Linked DNA regions of Mus musculus: all the other regions are linked to region 2. A link is a contact called in public Hi-C data. All regions are on one chromosome and are shown on one strand. Each heading gives the region's core, a stretch centred on a gene start, on an enhancer-like site or on the middle of the called end of the contact. The rest is flanking DNA. Distances are from core to core; before and after follow the strand shown.

Region 1 (4,455 bases), core at 28-2,527, 440 kb before region 2:
CAATCACCAGGTCATCACCACACAGGGAGCCTGAGATTGTCCTTAGAGCTACCATCTATATCCATCTAGAGTCCATATGTATGCAAGCATCTCTCGAAATGTATCCTTGCCAGCCGGGCATGGTGGCACACGCCTTTATTCCCAGCACTCGGGAGGCAGAGGCAGGCGGATTTCTAAGTTCGAGGCCAGCCTGGTCTACAAAGTGAGTTCCAGGACAGCCAGGGCTATACAGAGAAACCCTGTCTGGAAAAGAAAGAAAGAAAGAAAGAAAGAAAGAAAGAAAGAAAGAAAGAAAGAAAGAAAGAAAGAAAGAAAGAAAGAAAGAAAGAAAGAAAGAAAGAAAGAAAGAAAAAAAAATGTATCCCTGCCATTCAGCCTAACTTCCATTATACCGCCAGTTCTAATGGCAGCAGAACAAGGAGGTCCTCTACTCTGACTCCCCTGGAGTCGGCAATCTCTGCACTTCCTGGGTGCTTGATCTCTGGCTGTTGGATTCAAGAAAGCTCCAGAGGCATCATTTCACTAAACTCCAAATCCAACCACATTCTTCCCCTGTTTATGATTCTCCAGTATCCTCCACACAATCAATCGAAGGAGAGGAGCAGGGCAGATGGGTCAGCCAGTAAAGTACTTGCCTTGGAAGTACAAAGAACTGAGTTTGCCCCCTGGGAACCATGTTTTCTCAAAAGCTGGCATGGTGGCAAGTTCTCATCATCAAGGGGACAGGGACAAGAGGGTCTCTAGAACTTGCTGGGAAAACAGCCCAGTCTCCTCGGTGAATCCTAAGCCAGTGTCTCCAAAAGTATGATGGGCTGCTGAGATGGCTCAGCCGGTAAAGGCACTTGCTGCCAAGTTTGATCTCTGGATCTCACTCGATGAAAGAAGAGAACACATATGCTGAAGTATATGTGCACTACCTAGCCCCACATATGTGTTTTTTTTAAAGAAACAAATAAGGCAAATGGTACCTAAAGAGCAATAGCTGAGGTTGTCCTCTGGCCTCCACATGCGCTCACACATAGATGCACACACACACACACACACACACACACACACACACACACACACACACACAGTCACACACCAGCTTCATTCTCACCAATTCCCCATTCACTGTTATTTTAGTTACAGGTCTGTCAAGCAGACATACCATATTCTTTTAAGTCTACATGCCTTTGATTGTTCTGTGCCTTCCCGTGAACTGCGGGCACCTTCTGATCCTTAAGACAAACTTTTGTTCATCCTCGGAGACTCGGTTCTGGATTCATCTCTCTCTTATGCATCCCGTCTGACCAAATAAGGTTGTGACTTATGCTTGACCCACACTGTTCTCTGGCTCCCTCTGTGTTTATCTCTAATTATGTCTCTGACATATTTACATATTCTCTTACTCCATAAAATTGTGAGCTTCATGAAGATGGGAAGTCGGAGGACAAGCATCAGCCTAATTAACATGTGGTGTCACTTTGGAGTCGGAGACAAAATCAATCAGAAGTACAAAGGCAGGCAGATGCCCCTTCCTTCCTCCCTCCACACACTGCCGTCTCTCTGGGAGAAATTACAGTTTTGTTTTTTAGAAGGAGGCAGTCAGGTGTGTGATATATTTAGAAAGATTTCTATTAAAATGGTTGGGATCTTGAAAAAAAATATTTGGAGATGTTCAGAGGATACACTTTAATTATCTGAGGACTCATCGGTACAAAACATTTTATTGCCTCCCCGTGCAAGAACAAAGGGTGCAGGCAAAGGGGCAGTACACACAAAGGCACCTTTTGAGCCCATGCGTGGTTATACACTCCGAGGGTGATTTGCACTTGTTGAAGCCACAGAGGAAAACGAGCAAGGTGACAGATGAAAGCTAGGCTGTGGAGGAGGCTGGAAAACAGCGATGATGCTGTTGGAGGGACAGAGTCGGGGCACCTGAAAGAGAATGTTCTTCCTTCAGACACGACGGCACCCGTGGCTGATGTTGACTTTTCATAATTACCACTCCTCCCTCGCCGCTCATCTCCCTGACTAGAAAAACACGATTAGGAATATTAATCATCTTAGTCAAATCCATCGACCTAAGAAAACACTCTATAAATTTCAGCAAAACTGGATCTGAACAAACAGGGAGCAAGCATGCCTGGAGTAGCCATGCAAATGCAGGTGGCCCAGTTTGTATCCTCAGGAACAAAGCAGTCAGCCTCGGTAGATATTAAGTAGTGGAGTATTAGCCTTGGGCTAATGCCTCTTCTGGAAACGTCATAAAAGAAAAGGACAGACATTAGAGAACCTGGCATTGCTGGCACACACACTTGCAGCCAGGGGGCACTGAGCCACTCAGGACTTGAAGGTAAGAAGATCAGAAGTTTGAAGTTGTCTTCATCTAAATAGCAAGTTCGAAACCAGCCAGAGCTATATGAGACCCTCCTTTTCATTTTTTCAGAAATAAAAATAAAGGATGAGGATTTTTAATTTTAATAATTGGCTATTTTAATTGGCTTTTAAGCAATTACAAGGCAGCTTTGTCTTGATTTCAGACGCTTGACATCCGTTTAGAAAATTTAAAACACGGGGCTCAGACACAGGTTAGTTAGCAAAGTGTTGGCCTTGCCATCAGAAGAACCTGAGTTTGATCGCCAGGATCCATGTTAAAAAGAAAGCTGGTTGTGGTAGCACACACTTGTGATACCAGACAAGGATCCCTGAGGCTTGCTGGCCAACCAGCCTAACCTGTATAGTCAACTTTGGGTTCAGGAAAGATAGTATCTCAAGATTAATAAATAACCAAAACAAACAAATAAAGACGTATCGTGTGGATGGCTCCCGGGGGAAATCTGAGATTTTCCTTTGGTTTTTGAATATACACACCACTAAAGAAAAGAGTGAATGCCTCCAGAAAGAAGACAGTGATGCTAATGTCACATGACCATGCAAGAGGCCAACTTGCTGATAGATTAATAACTAATATTCACAGGAAACATAATGAGAGCCATGCTCAGGCATAGTCTTCAATCTGTCTCATGTCCCTGACCATGCACAGCCAAATGATTATAAGTTGGCCATCCAGTGTTGAAGAATAAAAGACAGGATGATAGGAGAATAAAGGAAGCAAGTAGGGAAGGCTTTCCATACAAGTCCTAAAAGCCATTTACAGAAACTTGGAGGAGTGTTTTGAATGCAGAAGACCTGGCAGCAAGTAGGAAGGCTCAGCTCTCTTCTATTGAGAACTTGGCTCTCATGAGTGGCCTGGGGAGACAGGCGTTGCTTTTTCAGGAGGCATGCAGAGAAACAACAGCCACCTGGCATCCTTCTTGCCAGCATCTTTCACAAACAGCACACAACAGTAGTTCAGCTGAACAGCAGATGACCATAAAGCACTCAGAGCTAAGTGAGCTCTCTGAGCAGAGACAAGAACCCTGGAGGCACCTGGCAAACGTAATGGTAGAATATATTTTTTTAACTTCTTGTTTTTCCCTCTTGACTGAAATCACCCCTTCTAGTCGCATGCTTGTAGTTGATAGGGATTTAGCAGAAGAACCCAGAAGGAGAACGAGAAGGGTAAAGGTATTGCTGAGGGACTTCTTGTCCATTCTTCAAAAGATCACTGAAAGGCCAGCTAGAAGGCTCTGTGGACAAAGTGCTTGCGCACAAGCCAGTCAACCTGATTTCAGGCCCTGGAATCTACGTAAAGAAGTAGGATGTGGTGAACCCATGTGTAACCCCAGCACTCCTACAGGGAGATGGGAGATGGAGACAGAAATATGTCCTAGGAACTCCAAGGTCAGCTAACCTGGAGCAGGCAGTGAAGCAGAAACCAGAGAGGCCCTGTCTCAAAACAGGGTAGGAGGGAAAAATGACTCCAGAAATACTTCCTTTCATATTCATACACAAGGTCACAGCACACACATGTCTTCACTCAGACACATACAATAATAATGATAATAATTTAGTTTAAGTTTAAAATGGGTGGCTGAAGCAGGAACCAGGGATTCCATATCCCAGCATAAAGACCCAGGAGTGTGTGTCTTACTGTCCTGTAGGAGGCTCTGTATTTTGGGTCCTTGGATGTTCCTCAGACTCACCTCTGATCACCCAAGCTCAGATTGCCAATGTTTTTCAGAGGGACTTGGACTTTCCTGGTGTCCATGACTCAGCGAGTTCTCCGTTCCCTTGGAAGACTTCTCTGGTTCCTGTGGTCTGAGTGCGGCCAAAGCTCTGGGTTCTTCCATACTTCCTCTCCATCTCCTGTTTCCTTCTCCTTCCTTTTCTTTCTTTCTGCCTCCCTTCTTCCTTTCCTCCTTCATCTCATCCTTCCCTCCTTCCTAATACTACATCCTTGAGCAAGCACGGATTTAAGTGGGAACTTAGTTCCAACTTAGTTGTCTTAGACACCAGAGACCCAATAGTAGACAGTACCCATGGAGAGTCCATGGGAAGATATTTGGAACTCTAAAGGCACCTTGAATC
Region 2 (4,514 bases), core at 164-2,663:
GTGTGATGCGAATTATTGTACCAGTGTTCTGGGGAGTCTCTGTCCAGGGGAACAGGAACTGTCCTCCCAGAAGAGCTCCAGAAGGGGCTGCAGGATGGTTGTCGCTAAAGGGCATGCTCTATAAGCATAAGGACTTGCACCCATGTGAAAAGCCAGGTGTGACACTTATAATGACAGCTCTGAGGAGAGGGGAACAAGCAGACCCCTGGGGCTCGCTGGCCAGCCTAGTGTAATTGGAAGCCCCAAGCCCCAGTGAGAGACCCTGTCTCAAAACACTAAGGTAAATGACCCCTAAGGAATATCAGCTGAAGCTGACCGCTGGCTCCTCTAGCACATACACCCATGTGCATGCACAAACACATGCTTGTACACCCATGTGAACATGTAACACACACGCACATGCTCTACTCCAAAAAAAACCTATGAAAAGATTGGAGCTGAACCCTGAGGGATCTGGAAGAGTCTTCCAGTTCACAGAAGTGAAGCCTTCTAAACTAAGCCATGGAGAGGCAGGGTGGAGAGGTAGAGGCCTGTCTGGAGGCACAGAAGTGTCTTTTCTGCCCTGAGGCTATGAGCTCACAGAAGAGGCACCCAAGGGTCCCCAGCGATTGCCCCCAGGGCTTTAGACATAGATGATGCCCCTGCCCACTTCCACCTGACCAGCTACAGTCATTAACTATAGGTTGTGTCCAGTATCAATGGGCCCTGTGAATGTATGTCTTTATTTCTATGCCAAGACAGTGATGAGAGTGGACAACGCATTTTTACACTGCTCAGTGACAGTCCCCTGTCCTGCCCTGGCCACCTGCTGCCTCTCATCTTTAGATGACATGAACTGATATTGAGTCTGATATCATGTTAAGAAAAAAAAAAGGGTTTTCTTAAGAAAAGAGGGAAGATATGGGTTATCCTGTACATGTGATACAACACTTCATGAAATAATGCACAGAGCTGATCCCTGGCCCCTGTCTACCAAACCTGTCATTCAAACTAAGTGAATTGCAACCCCTGGGGATCGGCTCAGTGGTTGGAATTGAAGTCCATGTTGCCCTGTGTTTGCCCAGGTTACCCTGTGTTAGCCCAGGTTACCCTGTATCAGCACATATTACTCTGCATTACCAACACCTCAACTCTTAAGCTCAAAAGATGACACTGTTGGGTATTTTCATTTAAAATGTAAAAATACCTATACAACATTAGTGATCTCTCTAGCAGCCCTTAGCTTGCCTTTGTCTTCATGACTGTTGTTTCCAAAGTGCTGGTCTTTCAAGGCAGCACAGTCATCTCTTTAGGATCCTAAAATCCAACTGAAAAACAAAAAACCTTGAGTTCCGTGACAAAGTAAGCCTCAACCAGCCCAATGAAGTCACTGTCCAGCTGAGTCAAAGCGTGAGTCGCTCTTGGCATTTATTTATACAGCCGTTGGCTCTCCAGCGTGCTCTCTTTGATGAGTAGATGTGGCTATCTTTAACTCTGGGAAGCTTTCCCACGGAAATTTTATTTTCCCTTCTTTTATGAGAAACTGTATTTTCGTGTTGCTGATGCCGGCAGTCAAGAAGAAAAGACGACTTGGAGAGTCCAGATTTGGTGTAGGTTTCAGCTGCAGAGCAAGGTCAGCCTCATAACCACAGCCACTTAACAAGATGGTTTCTCTCAAATGCCTAGCCCGCACCCGTGAACGAGACCGTGCCCCACTTACTGTCTCTGCTGGGATGCCCTGGTCCACTTTTATCAAAAAATCCTACCTTGGGCATGTCGAATAAAAATCAATTTTGGAAGGACTCATCTAGACACTCGAATTAAGACGTGAAGCACAGATCTAATTTTACCGGCCGGTGTGAGGCATTTACTCTGTCTCTGAAGTGACTTGGTTTTGTTTATTCTCATCAGTTGCAACTCCCTGATTTGTCTACGTCACCAAAGGGGCACTATACAAGATCCACCAGCGGATAACCATCCTGAGATAGAGAAGAGCAAACTCAGAGGCTAGGGTGAAGCACTGAGATATGGGTGCGGGGCTATGGTCATCTTTATGGTTCTGTTTTATTTCTGAGGCATGGTCTCATGTAGCCTAAGCTGGATTCAAACTCCCTTTGTAGCCAAGTGATGGCCTTGAACTTCCGATCTTCCAGCCTCCAACTCCCAAATGCCAGTGCAGTGCTGGGGATCAAACCAGGGCTTCTTTTTGTCAAGTAGGCATTCTTCAGATCGAGCCACATCCTCACCCCAAGATTTGGGTTCTCAATGACCTTCCCTTTCACATCTTGAGATAAGACTGTTCGGAGCCGTGACTTTGAAAAGAACTAATCCAAACGAGGCCCCATGTCATGTCATAGCTGTGCACCCACCTTTTTATAGCAACTGCATATAAGTATTATAGGACTTTGTGGGAATCAGAAACCTCCATCGTGTTCAATATCCCTTAATAAAGAGAAAACAGCCTTTAAATTGGCTTTCCAAACGTTATTAATAAGCATGTCCTTAAAATATTATGTAGCACTTCTCTGTGGTATTATTAACAATTCTGTTTTCTTGGAACGGGTCCCGGGAGCTTTCTTTTCCTTGGCAGAAGTCTCAAAATCCTAACAAGTGGTAGAAAGAATTCAGCCCGGAGCCATGAGTCCGAGCCGGCTTGCACTTGCGTTGCTAGGATGTGCATCCTTCCGTTGCTATGCAGAGATGTATCTGTTTTATTTCATTATTTTCTTATCTGTGTGTGTGGTGTGCATGCATCTGAGTGTATGGGGGTGTGCACCTGCCTGCAAATATGTGGAGGCCTAAGCAGAACGTCCAGTGTCCCCGCCACCCCCCACCACAACTCTTTCTTCATTGCCTTGAGACAGGGGTCTCTATTCCACCTGGCTCTCTTTCACTGGACCAGGCTCACCATCTTAGCTAGGCTGACTAGCCTGTCTCTGCTCCCCAGTGCTGGGGTTACAGGCACACATAACAATAACCCATCTTTTATGTGGGTGCTGGAAATCCAAACACAGGTCCTCGTGTCTCGAAGAAAAAGCACGCTTACCCACTGAGCCAAATCTCCACAATCATCTTTCTTTGTTATAATTGTAATGGAACTGTGACATTAGTGTCGATGTAAAATCTGCCGGTTCACAAGGATGTTCTTTATGTTTGGAAACATGTTGATCTGACTGCCATTGATCAAGATGCAGAAATTGTGTGTGTGTATGTGTGTGTGTGTGTGTGTGTGTGTGTAGCCAATCACAGTGGCACACACCTGAGATCCTAGCAGTTGAGAGACAGAGGCAGAAGGGTCACTGACAGCCAGTTCTACATCGAGTCTCATGGCCAGCCAGCCACACAACAAGAACATGTCTCAGGAGGGGTGAACTTCCGGGAGTGGTGGTGTACATCTGTGAACCCAGTACCACAGAGCCACAAGCAGGGGGATCTGACATTTAAGGTGTACAGTGAATTTCAGGTCAGCCTAGACTACATCCGTCCCTGTTTCAAACAAACAAACAAACAAACAAACAAACAAAAGAACCCTACATTAATTTGAGGTTGAAAGACTGGTTAAGGGCTGGGGTGGTAGAGTGCTGGCCCAGTATGCTCGAAGCCTATGCCAATCCCCGGCAGTGATCCCAGCACTTGGGCGCTAGGAACAGGAGGATCGAAATCTAGTCATCCTTGGCTACATAGTGAGTTCGAGGCCAGCTGATCTTCATGGACCTATGGGAAGAGAGAGACGGGGGTGGGGTGCAGGGGAGAGAGAGAGAGAGAGAGAGAGAAGAGAGGAGAGAGGCTTTTGCTCTTTCTTTAGTCAGTGTCTCCTATTATGGAAATGACATTTATTGCTCTTATGTTTCATGTATTATATCATACCAGGCCATTCGGGGGTTCTTTGTCTTCTGAAAAGGTAATGGACAGTGCTTTATATAAAATGTTAGCTGTAAAACATCATGAGTTCCTGTGGTATCCAAACTGTGAGTGACAGGGCCTGGGAACTTGTGACCATCTGAGGGTATGACCAGGCACGCATGAGCTGTCACTGCTACCTGGAGACTGGTTAGTGGCGGGCTTTATTAGTGATTAACAGGTCAAGACGGTTCAACAAAGGACAACCAGAGAGATTCTGCCCAGAAACAAGGGAACCAACTGTGTGTGTGTGTCCCTGAAGGAGGGAGGAGAGGAACAAGACCCATAAATACTGCTGAGTGTCAGCTGCTCCATTCCTGTGGCCTTATCTCCCATCTCCACAAATACTTTAAGGACAGGTGGCTCAAAATATTACCGTCGCTAAGCTAGTTTTATAGAAGAGAAGTCTCGGCAAAGGCCCTGGTGTAAGCAACATAATCCACCTGTTCCAAGAAAGAATCACATGATAATTTTGTGTTCTTGGTCCCTGCTCTTTAAATGATGGTAAAAATACCAACCAAGATACTGGTCGCCTGACCTATCCTCAAAGCTGGAGGTTAATGCTGTCTGTATATATTTCTTCTTTGCTTAAATCCCCTCGATCTCTTCTTTTCAGGACTAGGAAACTTGCAAAG
Region 3 (4,357 bases), core at 831-3,330, 260 kb before region 2:
ATGTGCACATAAAAAATGAAGTCGTATGTGTTTCCAATCTAGTTTTTTTCTATTTTTTTTTTAAAGTCTCCTCTGCTAGTCCAGATAGATAATCTTAGCACCCTGGGGCTGCTCATGTCTGTGGTCCGTCATCATCCAAGTTCTCTGGGCAAAGCTCTAAGGATTAGGAAGGAGTGACTCCCACCTTGTTTATTTCCCCAGTCTCTGCTGCTGGCTTTATTGCAATAGAGTGGAGAGACCCTGCGGGTGTAAACCCTAATATCAGGCGAAGAACTAGCAGCACAGGCAGGTTGCTGCCTCTGTCAACAACTCTAGACTTACGATTTCCCTCAAACCTCCAGTTGTAGAACAGCTCAGGGCATACGCTCTTTCCTCACAATATTTGGAAAGGGCCAGACAGAGATGGTTTAAACATCCTGCCAGGGATACAGTTATTCTAAAGAGACTCGTGTGCCCTGCCCCTCAGCTCTCAGAGACAACCGAAGCAGTGGATCCTGAGAAACTGGAGCCTCTTGCTGGGGAAATGGAAAGGTTGGAGCCCAGGGGCCAACCGGAGGAGGAGCTTGTCTCTTAGAGGTTTCATGCAGCTCTGACAACGCGTAAGGCCACCTTGCGGGAGAGACTGGAACCCAGGCAGGAACAGTCAAAGGGGGTGGTGAGCTGGACCACACCTTGACCAGGACTGCTTAGTAATTGTTCCTGTCCTTCTATTTAAACCTAAACCTTGATGTCAAGGCCCTGTAGATGGACTTGGGGGTCCTTGGACCCCTTTGTTCTTTTTCCTAATGTGGTTATGTTGAATCCATCTCCTTTCTCTGCTCTTTGGCATTATTTGCTTCTCTGTCTACCCTAGCCATAGAGATCAGGATCACAGGTAAGCAAAACACAGTAGAGCTTTGATGCCACCCCACTTTCTTGGAATGTTCTGCCTCAGTTTTATTCTGCCCCTCCTATCCAATCTAGTCAGTCAGTGTTCCCTTAGCACCCTAAGTTTTACTCTTCGTTTACACTAAACTGTGGGAGACTTATGACCTTTCATGGGAAAAGCAACAAAGCAGAGAGGCCTTTTGATGGTGAAGTCCAGCCACTGTGGAGTCCGAATGAAGGAGCGAGACACTGGGATGAGGGTCTGTTGTTCTCTACCATCCCTCTAATCTTTGGGCAATCATTCCTCCTCCACTTGATGCTGACTAGCTAAAGTCTTTGTCCCAGTGATGAGAACAATTATTCCTCTTTATTACTCCGATTGGTGGCTTGCTAGGGAATCCCTGCCTCAGTTGAATTCTCGCTGGGGTAAAATATATAATAACTCCTATTAATTTTCTCTGCATTAAGATGGGATTCCTGTGTGACTCAATCTACTTGGTGCTAACAGCTCAGCGTGGGAAGAAAGAAGGAAGAGAAGAAGAGAAAGAAGAAAGAGCCAGAAAGAAGCCATAGCCACAGACAAAGAAGGTTCAGAAGACAGTTTTCCTGGGCTCTGAAATTCTAACCCCCATCTGGGGATTTGTACAGATTGCTCTGAGAGTGTTCACATTTTGAGAAGAGATCTGACAAGTCAAGAGAATTCTGAGATGGGGCAGAGAGAGAGAGAGAGAGAGAGAGAGAGAGAGAGAGAGAGAGAGAGAGAGAGAACAGCTTATCAGCAACAGTAGAAAACCAAAGAAGGATGAGGTGGTGGCTTTCAGGGGCTTGAAATGCCGCCATGAATAAGCACCTCCTAGGTGAGATCTTCCTCCAGCCAAGAACAAAGTTAGACAGGCAGAAGTTAAGGAAGCGGAGCTAGAGAAAATGTTGGCTCGGGAAATGAATGTAACAGCTACTAGATAAAGATGGGAGGAAAACAACTTTCCCTTTCACCAAAAATCTTCTGAGAGAGGCTGTTCAGCCATCTGTTTGCAACGCTATAGAAAGAAAGCGTTTTCCTGGCTGCTGGTGGACTGATTTGATTTTTGTTGGGACTCTTGAGTCGAAGTTCCACATTTGTATGAATTCTGACTTGCATACCGTAGGGCATTGTGAGCCAATGCACAGTCAAGGTAAGGTCGGTACCTATACCACTGGACTCTAGCATAGCCCCCTAGGTCCCATGGCCTCCCTGCCGTCTTTAGGCCTAGCATCTGTCTCCACAGCAGCACGTGGTCTGGGTTGCTTCGTCTCTAGGCTTCTTGCTTGTGCGTGTTTAGTACTCTTTGTTGTCATTAAGCATGAGCAATGGATTTTTCACTCAGCAGCTTTCTCTCCCAAGCACTCTTGCAAAGAAAATGATGTGGCCAATTGTTTATTCCATGGATAGCCTTTTTCTGTCCCCAGAATGTGGCCAACATAACCATGACTCACGTTCACAGGACAGAAGGGCTGTTCTGGCTCATGCTTTTACTTCTTTGGGCCAATTGGAGAGTTATTTATAAACATTTATTGATTTGGATTCATAAACCCGAGAGAGAGAGAGAGAGAGAGAGAGAGAGAGAGAGAGAGAGAGAGAGAGGGAGAGAGAGAGAGAGAGAGAGCTTGCTGTGCTCATTGCTATGGTAACTAGCATCTCTCACATATATTGGCCAACTGTCATATCTCAGAACAGAACTCCAAAGCCTACCTGTAGCTGCTGGCTACATATTCACCCTTTTTCATTTTTCAACTGAACTTCAGTGTTCTCTCCCCCACTGGCTCCCAGTGATGGCACCACACTGGGGCAGAAGCATAACTGATTCCTGAGGTGATTCTTGGGCCTCTCTTGGGGGTATTCTCCTGATGACTTCTAATCAGTTTTCATTGTCAAAGCTAAAGAGATTCTCACCCAAAGCTGAGCTTTGCCACGTGCCCCATCAAGTTGGGGCTCTATTCTTCATCGACAAGGAAACCATATTGTAGCAGAAGTGTGGGAACAGAAGTATAAAGCAACAGAAACGTGTTCTGACATGAGTCACACGAAACAACATAGGTGAAAGTGAAACTCTACATAGAGGACGGTAGCGGCAAAGCATGCTGGGAGGAGCAAAGGCTGACAAAGAGATGGAAGTAAATAAATACTCAAAGAAATACTTCCTTTTTCCTTTATTTGTTTCCTTCTCTCCCTCCTGCCCTCCTTCCTCCTCTTTCCCTCTATCTCCTTTGCTCCCTCCCTCTCTCCTTCCATGCCTTCCTCCTTCCTCCCGCCCCTCCCTTCTTCCTTCTTTCTCTCCTCTCTCTTGAGATGAAAACCATGCCATGTCAAAGAGCTGTTTTAAGGAATCAAGAAGAGAGTTATACAAAATGCCTAGAACAATGTCAGGGATTATCCTGTGTGTGTCAGAATGGTTTCTTTGAAATAATAAATCTTGTTTTTGCCAGAAAAAGACCCTGACTTTTTGAAAGAGATGAAGATTATGCAATTTTTGGCTCTACTTTTAAAGACATAATAAAAATTTACTCACATACAACCAGGCAGAGATGTCTTCTACAAATTCAAAACTTAGGCTTACAAAAAACAAAAGCAAAAACAAAAAAAAATCTAAAACAAAAACCTATCTCTTTAGTGCGTCATTGCCTAACATTACTGTCTGACTGTTCTTTCTCCCTCCAAGTTCTGATTGTGTGTCTCTTGACTGCCTCTCACATGGCATTGACTTTGGAACATTGTCAAGCACATAGATCAATGGTTAGTCACTCTAGGCTAGCCCCATGAAATTTGATCTCCTAGACTGATACTAGGATGTATAAGCCATGTGACTTCACACAGAGATATACGTACCATTTATAGGACTGCTCCCAGGTTTATGACTTATGAACATGGGGATTTTGATAAGTTCTAACTTAAATGATTGCCATAAAAGAGGAGGAAACCAGGGTGGATGAATAATATGCTCTTACATGTTGCATCAGCAGAAATATTTCAGAGAAAGCTTTGGTTTGAGCCAGGGATGTGTCAGAATCAAAGGTTTGGTTCACATTTTTCTACATTGAGGGAGCACAAAAAAAAAAAGTTTCTACATTTGCCCCTTTGTCCTCACCCTTGTAACTCAAGTTCTAGGTCAAAGACACACATACTTTAATTGACCTAAGACTGTAACTTTGATTTTTTCAAAGTCTTCTTTTAATGATGGTTCTTAGATGCTTTAACCTCCCTTCTAGCCTACCACCCACCAGAGGTAGTGGAAAAGAAAGGGTGGGGAGGGAGTGGACCTGTTTAGAAAGGTTCTTTGTTGCAACTTCTGTCTGTGTCATCTGGAAATTGGCAGTTCAGTTCTCAGGTCAGCAGTGGCAGCTTAATCCACTCGATAATACTTTGTGGATACACCAGCGGTCTAGTTCGGTATTGTCAGGATAGCAGCAGCTGTGGCATGACCTAGAAGGGAACAGTCAGGCCTCAGCCAAATCG

The links. Hi-C and Micro-C count contacts between places; a contact is called where the count stands out from the background.
Region 1: a contact with region 2 is called in a Hi-C map of uterus, with 5 times the contacts expected there. The contact joins two enhancer-like sites. A contact is called at or near these places in 1 of 39 promoter capture datasets (stem cell-derived epiblast-like cells), 1 of 484 Hi-C or Micro-C datasets (uterus) and 1 of 9 other capture datasets (embryonic stem cells).
Region 3: a contact with region 2 is called in a Hi-C map of cortical neurons, with 2.9 times the contacts expected there. The contact joins two enhancer-like sites. A contact is called at or near these places in 2 of 484 Hi-C or Micro-C datasets (cortical neurons and cumulus cells), 3 of 115 datasets of contacts at active chromatin or transcription factors (embryonic stem cells, memory CD8 T cells and neural tube) and 2 of 9 other capture datasets (adipose tissue and embryonic stem cells).

Annotation. Positions count from the first base shown.
Region 1 is chr13:46,186,669-46,191,123 of GRCm38.p6, forward strand. No RefSeq gene overlaps it. Among named protein-coding and RNA genes, the nearest start is that of Stmnd1, 85 kb to the right of the region's middle. Within about 2 kb of position 1,278, at least 2 of the 459 cell types and tissues checked have an H3K27ac peak or open chromatin away from gene starts, as enhancers often do. A contact at or near this core is called in uterus, where this site is marked.
Region 2 is chr13:46,625,413-46,629,926 of GRCm38.p6, forward strand. The region is part of intron 7 of Cap2 (CAP, adenylate cyclase-associated protein, 2 (yeast)); the gene reads left to right. Among named protein-coding and RNA genes, the nearest start is that of Fam8a1, 42 kb to the right of the region's middle. Within about 2 kb of position 1,414, at least 25 of the 459 cell types and tissues checked have an H3K27ac peak or open chromatin away from gene starts, as enhancers often do. A contact at or near this core is called in cortical neurons and uterus, where this site is marked.
Region 3 is chr13:46,361,786-46,366,142 of GRCm38.p6, forward strand. No RefSeq gene overlaps it. Among named protein-coding and RNA genes, the nearest start is that of Rbm24, 54 kb to the right of the region's middle. Within about 2 kb of position 2,081, at least 24 of the 459 cell types and tissues checked have an H3K27ac peak or open chromatin away from gene starts, as enhancers often do. A contact at or near this core is called in cortical neurons, where this site is marked.